2 separate regions of the Danio rerio genome follow, and region 2 is linked to region 1. Evidence: chromatin contacts called from public HiCAR-type data. All regions are on one chromosome and are shown on one strand. The core of a region is the stretch at or near the end of the contact, and the rest is flanking DNA. Distances in the headings are between cores, read along the strand shown.

Region 1 (3,975 bases), core at 1,331-3,830:
TGTTTTCTTTGTTTGCTCGTTACTACACTCGTAGACGGCGCTAAAGTCCCGCATCTTCACTTAATAACACTATCTTGACTATAGGGTTGTAACAATATACCGGTATGACGGTCTACCACGATTTGAACGTGCACGATTATCATACCATGAACAATTGCATATCAACGGTTTTAACCCTTAAAGACCGAGACAGCCGCCCGCGGCTAAAAATAAGTATTGCTCTTAAATGTTTAATAACTTTTAATCCGCTGATCTGATTCATACAATTCAAAGATTGGCATAAAGAAGAGAATCTCAGCTTTCCAGTGCCGTATCACATAACATTCGCGGACTTTCAGAGGCTCTGGAATCAGTGCGGTTACGTCATCAAAATTTGACAACGCTGATTTGACAAAGAAACGCTCGTCACTGTGTCTCCGGACAAATCAGACATGATACATTGATGCATTGTCCCTCCTCCATGCCCAGATTGGTTCAAACTCGCTATATCACAACCAATAAGCATAGGTTTCGCTTTTGTTTGTGGACCAACAATGAGCTTTTTGAACAACACGGAATGAGAGAAAGGCATACATTTCTGCGCGGCTAAATAAAACGCAAAAAAAAAAAGTTTTGCATGAAATAATTCTCATACTAAGTACTTTTGCATGCACAGCAGCACAGAAACATGACAAAACAGTGACACAGCAAAGACGAACTGCTGCTCTTGCTGTTTTCAAAAGACGCAAATGAAGGTGCAGCTGTTTGTCTGCATTGCAGACAACCATATCCAAATCCATATCCACAGACAACCATATCCATGCTGGCACATAAAACCTAAGGATGTTCCATATTGAATCTAGTTTCGTTATGTAACTATTTATAGTATAGTAAATATTTATATCTATTTTTTACTGAGGATTTGCACCATGTTTATTTGGATTTTATTTGGACTTTGACACATTATTTATTATTTTCTTATTTTTTTATTTGTTCATTGTAAGTGGTGTTGTTTATAGTAACTAAAATAATAAATTCAAAATTTACTATAATAAATATATTATTTGGAAAAAGTCAAATTTGCTTCACTGTTCTATTATTTTGTAACATTTGTAACATACCATATACCGCGAAACCGTCAAACCGTGGTATTGTTTTAGACGATTATCATACCGTAAAAAATTCATACCATTACAACCCTACTTGACTAGTGCAGTTCAATGACACTTAAACTGGGAGCACTATACATATATGGCGGCGCTATTGACGCATGCTCAGGGTCCCTATGCGATATCTAAGCTGCGCCCCAAATGGCACACTATACACTCATGCACTATGTACTTATGCACTTACACACTCTACAGGATAGTACAAGTATGTAGTACACAAGTATGCGATTTGGGACGCAGCTCTAGTGTATAAGTTATATCTATAGCTGCGTCCCAAATCGCATACTTATGCACTATTCTACGCCATTTTGTAGTATAAATAGTGTAAGTAGTGCGTTCACACTGAAAACTCTAAAAATAATGAGTATACTTTAATAACCCGGATGATGCACTCATTCAGCCGCTAAAATTAAGTGTGTAATGATGGACACTTCACGCACTCAACGACCGCAGGTTTGCTTACGTTGCGGAAGGGGCGGAGCTATCGGGCGCACATGTTGGATAACTTATTTTGGATGGTGAAAGCAAAATTCTCCTACGAGAGTGATTATAGCGCCTCCCGATGGTGAATGCGGTTTTACTCACGGCAGGTATTATTTGATAATTCGGTCGTTTATTTCACTGATTTAGCAACCGTCAAACGTCATCAGAGAAACGGTTTGAATTTCCGCTTAGTAAAAAAACATTAGTGTGCCATTTGGGACGACACTACATACATATACTATCCTGTTGAGTGTGTAAGTGCATAAGTACATAGTGCATGAGTGCATAGTGTGCCATTTAGGACGCAGCTCAGGATCATGACTGCAGAAACTTTGAGCCCCGAAGTGTCCAACTCCGCCCCCGCCTGCGCCCGGCTAATCTCGTTGATCACCGGCTGCAGCTGTGCTTTATGTCGAACGCACCTACAGATCTGATTCATATCGGACACACAAGATACCTTACAGCAGACATATTTATCATGAAAATGATCACTGGTGTGACTTTTCTAAGCGGTAACACCATTGAAGATTATTGTCTCTTACTGGTCATCCATTGTTGTTGGTTTTTCGCCGTCATATAAATAAAAATGTGTCGATATACATATTAATTTAACGGATAAATTTACATACACCGGATTCTGTTACATCTTCACATCATACTTTGCGTTTTCAATACTCAAAAGCGTTAGAAAAACGAGCATACAACAGAAAAACACAAATACACCGATCATAATTTCTTCTCAGAGCTACTCACCGCCTCATAGTGTTGGTCAGCAGACACACAGATAGAGGGGAACTCAATGCAGAAACTAGTCGCAGATTGTCGCTTTAATAAACTGTAAAGTGTGTTTTATTGTTGTGTAAACACGAGAAAAAGCGTCAACGACTCACCTCAGCTCTGAAGACTCGACGCTGGATGAACGCGTCAGTGCTGACGTCATCACGTCAAGGCGGACACAACGGAGGATGCGTTTTTTTTTTCTTTTTATTAACCAAGAAAGAACATTACAAAGATACAATATGAACAAGGAGACAAAGGGTGACATAAATAAAATTCCAGCAAATTAAACAAGTTTAAATGATTTACACCAAGAAAGCGTTTTACATGCAATGTAATTGTTAGAGTCTTTTAAAGAGTTCACATAAATAATAAGAAAGTAAGGGTGTTTTTTTGAAAATTTACTTTTATGTATGTAAAATTTTGCTTTAAAAAAGCAATTAATTAATAATAAATGTACAACGAGGAGGATCTACATTCAGCGAGTAACCAAAGAATACAATTTTCGGGTAAATACAGAAGTTTGGAAGTAAGAATTTTTTATTGAAATTGGAAAAGTCAACCTAAAACACTTTACAGTAATTAAGTGCGCTCCCAAAATAAATGGTTTAGTGTTTCATCATTTTGAGTACAAAATGAGCATTTAGGGGAAATATTGTTATTAAATTAAGCTAGTCTGGTATTTATCGGGTAGCAATTATGAATGATTTTAATTGAGACTTCAACAGCTTTATTAGATAAAAAGCCAAAACTGCAGTATATGTCACCAAATAAATTATTCCAAAAACCTATGCAAGAGATCCGAGCACCATTAATACCTAACTAATACCTAAGCGAATATCTTACAATGGAGTATGCTCAAAAACGCGCAAAGTTAACTCCTGCCGAGCCAAAACAAAACTGCTAATGTCGACAAAAACCATCTTAGTTTCGATCATGTGAAGCGAAACCATTTAAACATCTTAGTATCTTATAGTGACTGATATGTACAACATACAATTTTGAATAATTATATAATTTATGGGATTCGTGCACGTTAACATGATTTGTTGCAGCACACAACATTTATCAAATATCAAAATGTAACATTAAATATAAATGTGCCACAGGAGAATGAACCGCCAACTTCTCCAGCATATGGTTTACACAGCGGATGCCCTACAGTACATCCATACATACACACATTCATACACTACGGCCAATTTAGTTGAATTCACCTATAGCGCATGTGTTTGAACTGTGGGGGAAACCTGAGCACCCGGGGAGAACATGCAAACTCAGAAATGTTAACTGACCCAGCCGGGACTTGAACCAGCGACCTTCTTGCTGTGAGGCAACAGTGCGAACCACTGAGCCACCATGTATGCCCTGAATAAATCACCCCAATTTGATCTTGATGATAAACTACTGTTTCTTTTAAACAGTGCTCAGCATAATATACGAGTGCACCCCTCACAAATTTCTCAATTAAATGAATATTTTCTATAGACAAATTAGCAGTTTGTAAACATTCAGGATGTGAGCGCATCGAGGTAGCAGAAAAAACGGGAGCGCTAGCATTTACAGC
Region 2 (4,428 bases), core at 296-2,795, 50 kb before region 1:
GTGTTTAAGTTCAGTTCAGTTCAGTTTAGCTCAGTTCAGTGTGATTTAATCATTACTGAGAGTTCAAACACTGAAGAGCAAATTCATCGATGCGTAGCTCTACCAATCCTGAACCATGCGAGGCAGTGGCAACAGCGGAGAGGGAAAAAAAACTTCACCTGATGGGAGCGAAAAAAAAAAACGTTGAGGGAACCAGACTCAGTTGGGCACGACCATTTTAATTTCTCCGCTGGCCAAAAGTCTTGTGCAGAGCTTCATTCGCCGTGGTTTAAACAACTAAAAATAATACAGAACAATATAACTAAAGCATTCTCCACTGTGCTGAGCGATTCTTTTCCTGTTAAACTGAACATCGACATTCAGTATCTATGACCGGTCTAATTTTTCAAGAATGATATTTTTGCATGTGGAGTCCGCTCTGTTAAACGCTGAGGCTACTTCTGTGGCCACTTTGCAGCCACATCTGATCTCTGGTAAAGTAGGACGATGAACCCATTCTTGAGCCTTACTTTGCACTAAATTGACAACGATTAGATGACATATTTTCCATTACATTAAGATTATTATTGACATTAAGATATTTGTTTACAGAAGATGCAAAAAATGCTTAAGTATTATTTACAAGACATGCTGAAATTATTTTACTTAGAAGAGATACTGCTTATTTTCTACTTTTAGTCTGAAAAAATTCCTTCGCATTTTTGTATCCAAAAGTTATTTCAGACAAAGCGTGTTTTTAATTTCAGTTGTTTAATGTTGATGTTCAATAAATAATCATAGATAATAGTGTGTGTTTTCTTCAATTATTTTAAAATCAATAGCCTTCATTCAAACACCTCTCACTTGTAATATGTGAGCATATTTACTGGACAAAGCTTGTCAGTGAAAACTTGTCAGAGGCAAAAAAAATAAACTGAATAAAATATTCCTTCATTAATCATAATAGAATTAAAATGTTCAATTAATCAAGAATTTATTTTATGTGCCAAATCGCCCTGCCCTAACTGCAGACACAGGGTACGGATCTGACTCAATTCAGATACATAAGATACCTTAAAGCAGACATTTCCTAATATTTATTTATCATGAAAATGATCACTGGTGGGACTTTTCTAATGGATAACACCACTGAAGATCATTGTCTCTTATTGGACATCCATTGTTGTTTGTTTTTCCCCGTCACATAAATAAAAAATGTGTCGATTTACATACTAAAGGATAAATTTACATACGCCGATTTCTGTTACATCTTCACATCATACTTCATTGCTCAAATCGTTAGAAAAACGAGCACACTAACGTTAACGTTACTCAGAAAAACACAAATACACAGATCATATTGTCCTCTCAGAGCTCCTCACCACCTGCTGTATTGTTTTGGTCAGCAGACACACAGATAGAGGTGAACTCAGTGCAGAAACTAGTCGCAGATTGTCGCTTTAATAAACTGTAAAGTGTTTTATTGTTGTGTAAACACGAGAAAAAGCGTCAACGACTCACCTCAGCTCTGAAGACTCGACGCTGAATGAACGCGTATGTGCTGACGTCATCACGGCGAGGCGGGAGCAAATAGAACCGTGAAATACGCGCCAAACTTATAACGGTTTACTAAACAATTGCTAATGTAGACAAGAGTCATCTTAAGTACACATTTTTTGTGAATTTATATCTGCATGTTTGGTTCCTGTGCCTCTTTGGTAGTGTTAAGATGATTTTACTTTATCACGTGTGAGGCGAAAAACTACCATCAATAAACAAACGAGTATAACAAAGTGTTAAAGATGATTAATGAAGAGAAACATTTATAAACGGACTACCTGAAACTAATAAATATAATCATAAACAAGTATATTATAAGTATTTGCTATCAGGTTTAAGAGACAACAAACAAGTCAAAAAAAATCTAGGTTTTCCTAAAAGTTTCTCTTTTCTGAACAGGCACAATCTGTAGTATTTTGATGAAATAGCTGAAATATCTCCCTCCAGATGCTGGGTGTGTGATAATTCAATGTGTGAATCTGCAGTAGTCACATTGCAGGATCTGCAAGGTCCAGTTGTGAGTATAATTAACCAGAAAACAGAAACACATAGTTTAATCCTAATAAGAGTGAATATTTTTAAGGCAAGAGTAGATGACACAAGCATGAGTGTTGTTGAGTAGTTTTAGGACAACTTTGATTAAAGGATTTGATCCTCTTCAGATGTTGACCACTGTAAATAATGTTATCCTACATCTGATTATTTATTTCTGTACCTCAATACTGTTAAAACTGTCCAGAAAACCCTTAATAACAGTTTATTTCATGAGTATCTTTGCTCTCTCGTGTTAATTTATGCTTGTGATTTGTTAGTATGTTATGCAGATGCACTCCTCCTGATCAATGAAGAATGAAGAACTCTTCCCAGACAGAGACGTTTAACTCGTATCACAAAACTTATCCCAGAAATACAAAATACTACAATGTCGGTTTTTTCCAGTATGGTGCAGCTCTAATAAACATGACTGAGTAATGGTGGCGTGACACACATTTTCAGGAGCGTCCTAAATTTATCCACAAACTTCTCATTTTTTAGATACAATTAAATTCATTAATTTAGCAACTTCACATGCTGATCTCTTCTCCACTGTTTCTTCACGACAGAACCGATGTTGGAATAATAGTATAAAGGCGAGTGTGTCTAATATAAAAGCCTCCACAGCTCGTGTAAATCAAGCTTAAAGAGAAAGGTATAAAATAATCACTCAATTAATGACAATTGTAGAAGACAAACGCTGAATATTGAACATTTCAGGAAATGTAGAAATCAATGCAGGTGCATTTAAATTCTCAAAAATAGACATGTCCAAGAAAAATATAGACATGTGCTAAACTATTAAATCTGATGTTTGTGAAAACACAATGGAGTTTTCCAGACATGGAAAGTAAGGAAGTACAAATACTTTACTGTGCCTAAGTAGATTTTTCTGGAATCAGTACTTTACTCTGCTATAGGTGCTCTAGTGACAGGCACTAGAGGCCATGATCTTTAGCCTTCTTGTTAGAGCAACCAACTCCCATACAAAGAGTTGCCGGTTCGTTCCCAGCTCGAAGTAGTTTGGGTGGTGTAATACATGTGGGCAAACTGTAAATGTTTAGGAGTTAGGATGCTCAAACTACTTTAAAAGCCTTAATCTGGGCACATTTGTTTAGTTGTGGGTTTGCTGGGACAGTCTTTACCCTAAATAATGCAACCTGGACCTTACATGATCTACTTACTGTGACAGTTTATTGTGTGTAATTGTAGAGAAGACGAATATGTGTAACTCTTCCCACAAGCAGTGCAGTGATACGGTTTCTCTCCAGTGTGAATCCTCAAGTGTGTCTTCAGGTTTTGTGAAAAACTGAATCTCTTGTCGCAGTGTGAACACTGGTAAGGTTTCTCTCCAGTGTGGATTCTCATGTGATGATTGAGAGTGCTTTTGCAGCTCAAAGTCTTTCCACACTGAGTGCAGGTGTGACTTTTTACAGCTGTTCCTTTCTCTGAAGTACTATCTTCAGTCTCTGATTGAGTTTTTTCTTGATGTTTCTCTTCATCTTCATTCAGTTCTTCACTCTCCTCCTTCACCATCACATCTGAAAATTAAACAAATAAGTGCAAGTTGTTAACAGTTCCTCTAGAAAGTCTTGACAGTGCAATCATTACTGACTAAAACACACGTGTGGACACTGTAAATGTTTATGAGCATGTGTCAATAAAAGGTTTTGTTGTGCTGATTGTTTTCCATTTGCTCTGTCAAAGTGTCAAAATCCAAATTCACCTTAAACTTCTGAGTGACTGTGATTAGTGTGCGCAAGTAATTAAAAATACTCCAATTACTTTAAAAGCCGACATCTGGGCTCATTTCTCTTTCTTTAAGGGACATCATTGTTAAACATTTCAATAACTTTCTCATGTATTTGTTGGCAAACCGGCGATCCTCGGCTCATCTTTGCTCCTAAAGGACTAGACCTTTCTTAGATGCTGCTTTTGTACACAATCATAATTACAATCACCTGTTGACATCACCTGTTTCCAATCACATCATTATTTCACCAATTTACCTGATCACGAGCCCTGAACTTCTCCTGTCCCAACTATTTTTTAAATGTGTTGCAGGAAAATAAATGAAGAAAAACACATGAAATAATGTTTGTTGTTTTTTCTGTAATGAAATACAAGTCACAGTAAATTTAGAAGTCACTACTTTCTGTTTTCATTTGCGTTCTCCATACTGTCACAACTTTTTCTGATTTGGGGTTGTAACTACAACTATAATAATATAGATGAAGCTTTCGCTTTTCATTTGCTCTGTCTTTTCAAACTTTGCCATCACATACTATAGTGATGTAGCCGACAGTGTGTGTAATTAAAAATGCTCCAACTACTTTAAACGCCGACATCTGGGCA

What was found. HiCAR-type assays count read pairs that join an accessible place to other places.
Region 2: a HiCAR-type map of caudal fin shows a contact between it and region 1, with 4 times the contacts expected there. The contact joins two enhancer-like sites. A contact is called at or near these places in 2 of 18 Hi-C or Micro-C datasets (embryo and an unstated tissue) and 1 of 4 datasets of contacts at active chromatin or transcription factors (caudal fin).

Annotation. Positions count from the first base shown.
Region 1 is chr22:2,870,401-2,874,375 of GRCz12tu, reverse strand. It overlaps the pseudogene LOC141380121. Among named protein-coding and RNA genes, the nearest start is that of znf1173, 15 kb to the right of the region's middle. Within about 2 kb of position 2,580, at least 15 of the 62 cell types and tissues checked have an H3K27ac peak or open chromatin away from gene starts, as enhancers often do. A contact at or near this core is called in caudal fin, where this site is marked.
Region 2 is chr22:2,918,513-2,922,940 of GRCz12tu, reverse strand. LOC103909511 reads right to left here. Exons shown (of 6, transcript XM_021469419.3): 6 at 1,643-3,614. The coding sequence ends at 3,250. It also overlaps the pseudogene LOC141380121. Among named protein-coding and RNA genes, the nearest start is that of znf983, 30 kb to the left of the region's middle. Within about 2 kb of position 1,545, at least 23 of the 62 cell types and tissues checked have an H3K27ac peak or open chromatin away from gene starts, as enhancers often do. A contact at or near this core is called in caudal fin, where this site is marked.